Linked DNA regions of Mus musculus: region 1 is linked to region 2. A link is a contact called in public HiChIP or PLAC-seq data. All regions are on one chromosome and are shown on one strand. Each heading gives the region's core, a stretch centred on a gene start, on an enhancer-like site or on the middle of the called end of the contact. The rest is flanking DNA. Distances are from core to core; before and after follow the strand shown. Region 1 holds the start of Scn4b (sodium channel, type IV, beta). Region 2 holds the start of 4833428L15Rik (RIKEN cDNA 4833428L15 gene).

What was found. HiChIP or PLAC-seq counts read pairs in DNA pulled down with a chosen protein or histone mark.
Region 1: a contact with region 2 is called in an H3K4me3 HiChIP or PLAC-seq map of embryonic stem cells, with 2.8 times the contacts expected there. The contact joins the promoter of Scn4b here to the promoter of 4833428L15Rik in region 2. A contact is called at or near these places in 5 of 39 promoter capture datasets (the C10 cell line, embryonic stem cells, liver and 1 more), 2 of 484 Hi-C or Micro-C datasets (bone marrow-derived macrophages and embryonic stem cells), 1 of 115 datasets of contacts at active chromatin or transcription factors (embryonic stem cells) and 1 of 9 other capture datasets (liver).

The regions. Positions count from the first base shown.
Region 1 is chr9:45,135,159-45,139,941 of GRCm38.p6, forward strand. Scn4b (sodium channel, type IV, beta) reads left to right here and starts at 3,466. Exons shown (of 5, transcript NM_001013390.3): 1 at 3,466-3,944. The coding sequence starts at 3,884. Gm10684 (predicted gene 10684) reads right to left here and starts at 448. Exons shown (of 3, transcript NR_033547.1): 1 at 1-448.
Region 2 is chr9:45,429,517-45,434,155 of GRCm38.p6, forward strand. 4833428L15Rik (RIKEN cDNA 4833428L15 gene) reads right to left here and starts at 1,716. Exons shown (of 5, transcript NR_040732.1): 1 at 1,629-1,716. It overlaps Dscaml1 (DS cell adhesion molecule like 1), which reads left to right and starts at 837. Exons shown (of 33, transcript NM_001081270.2): 1 at 837-996. The coding sequence starts at 951.

The sequences.
Region 1 (4,783 bases), core at 2,216-4,715, 290 kb before region 2:
ATCCTTTGCTGGACTGCTTAGCCACGTGCCTGCCTGCGGGTTGGTTTGGTGCATGCTGGCTTGTTAACTCTCTCAGCACCTGCCAAACTTCTGTGGATGCTAAGACGGTGGCTGAGTGAGGCAGGGAGAAGGGGGTGTGAGCACATTCAGATGCTATAGAAAGAGGCTCCCAAACACTGGCCAGGACAGCATCAGCTCAGGTCGCCACCCAAATGGCAGAAGAACTTATGAGCTTTTAACTTTAAAATGCAGAGAATCCTGAGCTTGTAGTGGCTCTGTCTGAGATGGGGACCCTGTTTACAAATGGAGGGGGGCCCAGGGCAGGCAAGACGCAGATGCAGCTCCTGGTAGGGATCCAAGGTCTGAAGGAAGCCATAAGGTGAGGGTGTAGGACCAGCTCCCTGCAGAACTCAGCCAGTGGCACTCTGTTTAAGTGCCTGCAGTACCTGCAGCGTCCTGGGAAGAGTGTGAGGGCTTCTGGGGGAGGGAGGCAAGGCGGAAGACAAGGACAATGGAGGAGTGAGATAGAGAGGAGATGCCCTGCCAGGTTCCTGCACCTTAGCAAGAATGCCTCTCAAAACAGCTCTGGGACCTCATCCTACTCTTGGCCCCCTTTTCTCTCATGCAGGGTCCTGACCTACTGGCTGGGAACTGACAGGAGAGGTCTTCCATCTGCCAGCAGGGTCACCTGTAGAAGGTGATCCTGTGGAGCTAGTGAGTGTCTTCTGGTGTCAGAACCACTGGGAGGCCTTCATTACTATGATCCTGACTCCTTTTGGTGACATCTCTAGATGTTCCGCTGTTCCAAAAATAGGGACCTCCCTCCTCTCCTTAACTCTATTCTAGCCCCTTAGGAGGCTTAGGGAAGTGGGCTTTCTGCTGAGTCCATTGTCTGGTCAGATAGGGTTTGGGGGCTGACCTACCTGAATCCCCAAGGAAGCAGCTCCTTGCACTTAACCCTGGGCTGTTTCTGCCAGCTTCAGGAGTGGATGATTGCCTGACAGCCCTTTGGCTCTGGTCCATCCCAGCTCAATGTCCCTGCAAACTTCAAGGGATTTCTGAGCCAAACCACCCAGACCTGTGTGTGGCACCCATTCCCAGGGAGCTGTGCCTCCAAGATACCCACGTCCTTGGAAGGAGATGCACATTTTGCTTGCTCTCCCATGACTAGAGGCTTTGGGGAGGAAAGAGAAGGCGATCTGATGGGGCTCCTTAAGAGTTTCCCAAAGGTGGGGAGGGGGAGGAATGGGACCTTCCCCACCCTGTCCCTTGGCCTCCTCAGGAGGACCCCCTTAGCTCTGGTATTGCAGTGGCTTTCTGAGGGGGCTGTGCTCTAGGGATGTAAACGCCTCTCAGCCCACTCCTGCTTTGTGTTTCCCAAGTCCTTGTTCTGCCCAGCTGGGAGCCCTGCTAGTGTTCAGAGAACAGCTAGGAGCTGGAGTTGTGAAACCAAGCCTCAGAGAGGCACCAAGCCTGGATTTACCCGGGACTCTGTCTGTGACCTTGGCCCACACACACACACTCCATCCCTGGCCCACATATTCCTCTGTGTGTGTTTGGGAGGTGTGAGGGCACAGTAAGGGTCCTGTCAGCTAAAACATTCAGGGAACAGCAAGAGATTAGGAGATGTGTGTGGGGGTAGGGCACTGGGGGGGGGGACTGGTCACTTCCCTCTGCCACCGGGATCTAAAGATATCTCTGGAGTTCTATTCCCCCTCCCTCCTTGTTTTCCGGGCAGGGGTCACTTTCTTTCCCATTGGTTCACCTCCTCTCACCTCAGCCTAGAGCTGGGAGAAACATGACCCTGCTGTAAAAATAACACAGGCAGCCTGGATGCCTGGCCTTGCTTGCACAGTGGCAGGCCCTCCCAAAGGTCAAAACCTCTCCTGGACGTAGCTTCCCCTCTGGGGCCCCAGGCTTCTTTGAACTCAGATGTGTTGTGTGTTCAGCCTGTGTGCCCAGGGCTCTGCCAAGCGTGCTAACACGTCTTTATCTCTCTGAGTCTTTACATCCAGTTCTATTTCTAATGTTGGAAAGGCCTGGTGCAAGATACAGGTGCAAAAAGGCACACAAGTCTCAATGTAGGTAATAAATCAGGATAGAGGCGTGGTGGAGAACACCTTTCATCCCAGCACTCAGGAAGGGGAAGAAGAGGCAGGGCGATCTCTGAGTTCCAGGACAGTTTGGCCTACAGGGCTACACAGAGAACTCCTGTCTCAAAACCACCACCACTACAGCAATGACAGCAGGAACAGCAACTCAGGATCATTAAGTAAAGTTTATCTCCCATCCTCGGCCTCTGACTGCTTTTCCATGGTGGCCTAGAAGATGGGATTTCTTTTCAGACTCTTCCCCAGTCATCTTGCTTTTGTGACTGGTCCTGCAGCGACTGGGGTTCCACTCAGGAACCACCCACCTGCTTATCAAACTTATCCAAGAGGAGTCCAACTCAGCAACCCCTAGGGGAAACACTAGATTCTTGGATCCCCAGAACCCTTTAGAACTCAGAGGAGGTGTGTTCCCTGGACTCATGGGCTAGCATGAGGTCCCCTAAAACTAGGAGCCCAGGGCTGCCCTCCCTGTTGCCTAGCATTGAGGATGATGCTATTTTGCATCAGGAGGTAAATATCATGGGGTCACCATCCAGCAGACAGCAGAATTCTCCAGAAAAGTTGTGTGCTTTGTTCAGAGTTCTCCAGCAGCAAACACAGGGCATCAGAGCTGTTCAACTACCATGACAACCAACGAAGCAAAAGAAAACAAGGTTCTCCCCGCAGACAGTTAACATTCTGTATACAACCTCAATGGTCTCTTATGGCGCTGAAGCCTTTCAGGAACTCCGGGTTGGAAGATGGGTGGAGGGTGTGGCGAGGTGGAGGGTGTATTTCCAAGGTTTAACTGGTCTCCGGACAGTGAGGAGGATTTGTCCTGGAGGGTAGCTTGAGTAGTTGACTAGAGGTCTTGAGGGGGGACCTTCTTGGTGTTTACGGTTGCCTCCCCACCCCCGCCTCCCCGCGCTGGGGGCAAAGCACGCTGTCTCCAAGTGACTGCCTGCCAACCCTCTAAGAAGCAAAGAGTCTGTGCAGAAATGGGTTGGTGGGCGGCGTGCAGGAGACTTTGCAGGGGAAACTAGGTTTGCCACAGCCTAAAAGCCATCCGCAGAGCGAATGAGCGGCGCGGCTGGAGGCGACGCGTGTTGGTTCAGGGCTGTACCGGTCGTCCGCAGCGGGCAAGCCGGCACACGCCCACCGGCTGCGGCAGCGCCCGCTGCGGATGTCCTCCCGGCGGTCCCCGGAGAGGCAGCCGCTGCCCTTACTCGTGTTCTCTGAGCGGAACAAAAACAGCCTTCCAACAAACCTAAAAGCTCCACCTCTACTCCCCCGTGAACTCTTCTCCTAATTGGCAGCTCGGCGCTTGGGATGATGCGGGCGTCTGCGGGCTGGCCCTGCAGTGCCAAGCCGCAGCATTCCCGTCCCGCTGGAGAGGAAGAGGGCTGCCCAGGCTGGACCCTACGGCCGTGATACACGGCGCAACGGGCACTGTGCGAAACCGACGGGGACGCCGCCCCTCCTGCGGCTGGAGCGCTTCCAGAGCAGAGGCGCATCGCAGTGCCGCTCGCCCCGGCGTCCTCCCTTCAGCTCCGGCTCCTCCTCCCCCTTCCAGCCCCGGCTCCTGCAGCCGGCTCCAAGAGGCGGCGGGCGCGCCTCCCCCTCCTTGGTCTCCCCCTCGTCTCGCTCTCTCGCGGCTAACTTTCCGGAGCCCCGACCCGCGGCTCGGAGCTCCCCTGGCAGCTGCGGGGCCCACAGACGACCTCGGGTGGAGAGCCCGGCTGTCCCCACTATTCCATCCCAAGCCCCCGGAGCGCTCCAGAGAGAACAGGACCATGTCCCGGGCTGGGAACCGAGGCAATACTCAGGCGAGATGGCTGGGCACTGGGCTTTTGGGTAAGATAGCCCCAGCTTTGTCATTTCTCTCTCTCGCCTCTTTCTTAACCCCACCCCATCCTGAAGGAGGTGAAGAGAAGTGCCTTAGACAAGGTGGCACCAAATGATTGGGATGCCGGTCTTCCTCCGGACCCTTAGCTTTAAGACTATGTTCCCTGGGAACCTTGTGCATTTTCCCCAACCCCTGCCACCCGGGCAGTGAGTTTCTTGCTTTCTTTGATGCCTTTTGGAGCTAGGTGTTGGAGCTGCAGCAGGGAAATCCTCCTGAGACCGGAGTTAAGGCATGCTGGTGGGGTGGGGGCTGGGGTGTCTACTGCCTTGAGTGTGGGGGCTCCAGGGAGTTTGCAGGTGTAGCGGTGTCTGCCGCTCTTGCCTAGTACTATTGACTTGCTTGCTTCCCTGGCAGCAGGAAATGCTCCAATGGGGGACGAGGGTCTCCCTCCCGACTCTTCGCCAGGTTCTCCCCACTTCTTCCTTTCTGGTGTCCATTGCCACTCTTTCAAATGCTGGAAGGACTTAGAAGAACCCAGAGGACCACTCAAAGGCCACCTTTTCAGAAGGTCCTTGTCCCTCTTCCTTTAAAGGGTTTCTTTGGGGAAAGACCTGTTTGGCTTGCTACTGGCTTTTCATTTTGGGGAAGGCTGGGAAGAGAGAGGAGTCAGGCCCAGAGGACACAGAGGGTATAGACTCTTATGGCTATCTATTAATATTCACATGATGGTTTTGAGTGTCAAACTCCAAGAGATTAAGCAATGGTATTTATTAGTCCAGACCAGAATCTAATCTTCTACACAGCCTGACTTCCAATGTAAGCTGACTCCGTCTCTGGCACCTGTGCC
Region 2 (4,639 bases), core at 466-2,965:
TCAGGCATGACATGGTGCCTGTCTCAGAGCTCAGCTGTGCTAGGCTTCCATTTGGTGGCTGATAAGGCACTCTCCTCACTTTGTCTTGACCAGACAGATTCTGCAAGGCGAGGAAGCTGTGATGGTGTGTGTGCAGGGGCGCGGGGGGTGTGGTGGGGGGAGGTTAGGGAGAGAGGGACAAAGCACACATAGAACAGGCATTATCTGTGCATTGTAAATGACTGGCTTTTTTTTTTTTAAGTATTAGGTTCTAGTGTATATTTGGACAGTGCTGGGGATGGGTGGTCTGAGACAGCTTCTCCAGGAAGCTGACTTGCAGAAGTGACTAAGGGTTTGGGAGCAACACGTACGATTGGGCATTGAGATATAGAGTACCAAATGTCTTCAAAGATTTTTAGCCCAGATGTTACTCAGAGCACCTATGCTCTCCCATTCGTGGAGGGAAACTGAGTCCAAAAGAAACAGCCAGCAATGGCTTTGAATGACCGGCCGGGCGAAAAACCCGTGTTCTTTTCCCCTTACATGGCAGACTCTTAGCACATGTATGACATATGCCTCTGTGCGACCATAGGCTCAAAAGCCTGCGAGTTACAGGGACCCCTCTCCTCTCTCGACCAGAGGAGCAGGATCGAGACTGTCTGGTCAGGGTCCCCACCTCTGTCCCCTAAGCTTGTGGGACTAAGTGACCCCAGGCTGGGGCTGGAGTAGCACTCACCACCCCGGGGTGTCGCGGGGGGCTGGGGCGGGGAAAGCGGCCGCCTAGCCCAGCCCCGTGGATGACAGGAGCCGGGGAGCCGAGGAGGGAGGAGCCGCCGCCGCGCGCTGGGCTGAGGAGCAGAGAGAGCGGGGCGCCGAGTGCGGGCGGCTGGGAGCGCGCTGAGCGGGGGAGAGGCGCTGCCGCACGGCCGGCCACAGGACCACCTCCCCGGAGAATAGGGCCTCTTTATGGCATGTGGCTGGTAACTTTCCTCCTGCTCCTGGACTCTTTACACAAAGGTGAGACCCGCGCTGCCGGCGGCTGGGCGGTGGAGGCGGCGGGGCTGGGATGCGCGCGGCTGGAGGCAAGGTGCGGTGCCCAGTGGGCTCCAGGTGCCCGAGTGCTGGACCCACTCGGGTGCATGGCGCTGGGTGGGCGCGAGAGCTGGGGCGGTTCCGAGAGAAGGGTCTGGTGAGAGTCAGCCTGGGACCGCTTGCCAGCCCCCCTGCGCCTGCCGTTTAGGGGCGCGCCCGTGGGGGGCGGTGGCAAAGGAACCCCTGGTTTTCCCATCGCAGCCCAGCTTTAGTTCTGCCCTGGCCCCCTCCCCCAGCCCCCAGCCCGCTCCCGCGGCTTGCTGGAGCTGGGACCCCGGGGTGCCCTGCGAGCCAGGTGGTCCTCGGACTGAGACTTCATCCGGGAGCCCTCGGTATTTGGGTCCTTGGACCTAGGGAAGATCACTCCTGCCGTAGCTTCGTGCGCCCCTCGACCGCCCTCGACCCCCGCCCTGGCGCAAATGCCGGCGCACCGCATGGCGCTTATCCGCGCCTGGCTGGGTGCAGGGCTGGGGAGCTAGGGGTCCCCAGGGGTGGGGGTTCCCTCGGACACCAAGTTTGTTCTTCAGACCCAAGAGTCGCCATCACCTATGTCTCACCCCTGTACCCCAGGCGCTGGCTCCGGCTTCTCTGCGTCTCCCTGACCACCTTAGGCAGCGCGCCCCAAGGTGCAAGACTCTCCGCTCCGGCGCTTGGCCTGCTGGACCTGGGGACAAGTGTTCAGACTGGGGGGCGTGTCCCTTTCCCGGGAGAGAAAAGGTTGCTAGGGGTGGGTCCAGGTGTCCGGCATGTCCAGACCTGCTCCCGGGGTTCCGTGCACCTGATCTGAGAGGCAGCCGGGACTGAGGGGTTGGCAAAAAGCAGGCATTTTCGATGGTTAGCAATCTGGGCACCAAATCGACACTTGGGCAGCGCGGGCAGTTGAGCTTCTAGGCTGTGGTAGAGGACGTGCCCCCGGGCGCGCAGATGGCAGGAGGGAGAGGAGGCGGCCGAACTCCGCGCCCTTGCGCTGTAGAGCACAGACGCTTCTCGGCTTTACCTGCTCAAGCCTCTAACTTTTCTCCTTCGCGCCCAGAGGGCAGCTTCTCCTTTCGCCCCCTTTGCATGGGTTGGCCTGGTCCAATAATAATTCTTGCCCCTCTAGGCAATGGAGAAGGACAGCCAAGAGCCCGGGGGAGGGGTCTAGTCCTCTGCTAATGCCTGGAGATGTACGGAGTTTGTAACCTGCCAGAGCCCAAAGCAATGCTCGGTAGATTAAAGGAGGAACCTAGCCCTTATTAGTGCTATGGCCGGGTCAGAGCCAGTCTGATGGCCTACTCAGAGCCAGTCTGATGGCCTAGTCCACTGGGATTCTGTCCAGAAGATACGGGTGCTGGGTAGCGGGTGGCCTCAAATGGTGAGCAAAGTAATGGACTTTCTCAGGCCAAGGGGGCCACCGGGTAACACACCAAGGCTAGACTTGCTTGCTTAACTCCTTGCCCCCCTGGACTCCTAATCTGACCTCTTCATCCCACCTGAGAGCAACAATCTTGCCTCCTGCTTCCAGTACACACCACACACACACACACACACACACACACACACACACACACACCACACACACCAATTTTCTTTCTTGGGGCTCTTCCTGCTTCCCTCCACCCTGGCAGGCTGGTTTGGCTCACAGCTTTAATTACGTTAATATTAAATATACATAAGGTGAGGAGCGGCTTTCTCTCTCCATAGCTCTCACTCCAACCCCCTTCCCTTTTCCATTTGTCAGGCAAGGAACACGGACCAGAGCTGTGGCCACACTCAGTTGCTTTGTCCCTAACCTTGCTCCCAGGAACAGCCCATTTCTCAGCCCTGCAGCCTCCTTCACAAATACCTGCAGGACTGCACCCACCCCCACCCAGGAGCGCTGCATTAATAAATGAAGCCCCAGTTATTTGATAGGGAAGGAGCAGATGGGGGTGGGGGTGGAGAAAGGCCCAGAAGGCCACAGGGCAACAGCTGGAGGGGCAGAGCCCTCTCCTACGCAGGCAGGAAGTTGCCACAACTAGGTCTTGTGGGTAGACAGGAGTTACCAGGTATGGCGGCCCTGGGTGGCCTTTGGGTCTGCAGATCCTTGGCTCCCTTGCCATTCAGAGCACCAGCATCTGTGCTGGGCGCCAGGCAGCCTTGCCAGACAGGCCTATCTTTTCCTTGGTGCCTTAATTGGGTCTTAGGTGCCAGGCTGATCCCCAGGGGCCTGTTCTGCTTGGGGTGGCATGGTAGGTGGGTGGTGGAGGCGGCTGGGGAGGGGGGAAGACGTAATGTGGGGAAAGCAAGAAAGATGGGGCGTGGTTTATTTCTCTCTCGTTGCCAGTCACCCCCGCGGCACCAAGGAAAATGTAAATGCGAATGTTCCAGCCTGTTACAGAAAACAATATCCTCTTGCAATAATTTGTACGTCCATCTGTGAGGAGCGGGAGGCGGCAGGCAGAGAGAAGAAAACAGGAGGAGATGGAGCGTCCTCTGGATGGAATTAAGCAGTTATTGAATGTGTTTTAAGCTTCTGTTATTTCCATTCCTCTCAAAATACCTTTTTTTTTTTTTTTTTTTTTTTGACGAAGCCCGAGCTCAGCCTGTTTCCCCAGAACTAAACCAGGAAGGTGTTTTAATAATCGGTTATCGAGTCTCCAATAACTGCCTTATTATTGCCAAAACAAATCCAGGTCTGGGCAGCCAGATGAACCCCAGTGAGGCTCTCTCTGTTGTTACATCCAGCGTGCCAGCATCTGTGTTGCCCGAATTTGCATTTTTACTGTGTAAAAGAACAAGCTTCCTCGGCACTAAAATTCCTGTTTTCTAAAAGCCAAAATAATGGGTTGCATTGATTTTTTCATTTCCCACCCCAACCTCTCCGATGGAGACTCAGGGTTCCTCTCTCTGGAGAAGACCAAATTAAAAGCCTTTGTCAGGCCATTAAGAAAATCTCTAGCATTCCGTTCAGTGTCTAATTAAAAAGGGGGGTTTACTGGGGGCATGTTTTTAAAATCTCGAAGTGGCAAGAACAACTTGGGGGTGGGGGTAGGCAAAGGACCAGTGAGTATCTGGGAGGAGGAAAAGGGTGGGCCAGGACCCTGGCTGCTAGGATAAGATGAAGGGAAAAGCAAGTGCCATGATACCCACCGAGCCTTTCAGATGCCTCCTTTTCCTGGGCATCAACACCAGCTGCCTTAATACATTTCTGCCGCAGAACGAGGAGCTCAATTAGACACAAAAAGCGAGTAAGCAGTTGACCCAAAGGCAGTCCTGAAGTTGAGCAGATGCTGGGCACTGGCCAGAGCCGCTGTTTTTCTTACAGAGAGGGGAGAGGTGGGCACACAAACAGTCAGCTTTGGCCTGCTGATGGTTTGCTCAAGAAGCAGTTAGACAAGGGGTCCCCAAACACAGGGCGAGGATATGCTTAGAACATGTCACAGGTGTGGAGCCTTTGGCAGGGGGTGTGTACCATAAGAGCCCTTAGTCTCTCCGTGTCTTTAGGGATGCCATCCTTGTGATTGGTTTGGTTCCCTGCCTTGGCTGGTGAAATACGACTTTATTTGTTCAGAGAGCTCTAGCTGGGTGATCAGGCCTGAGGCTGGAG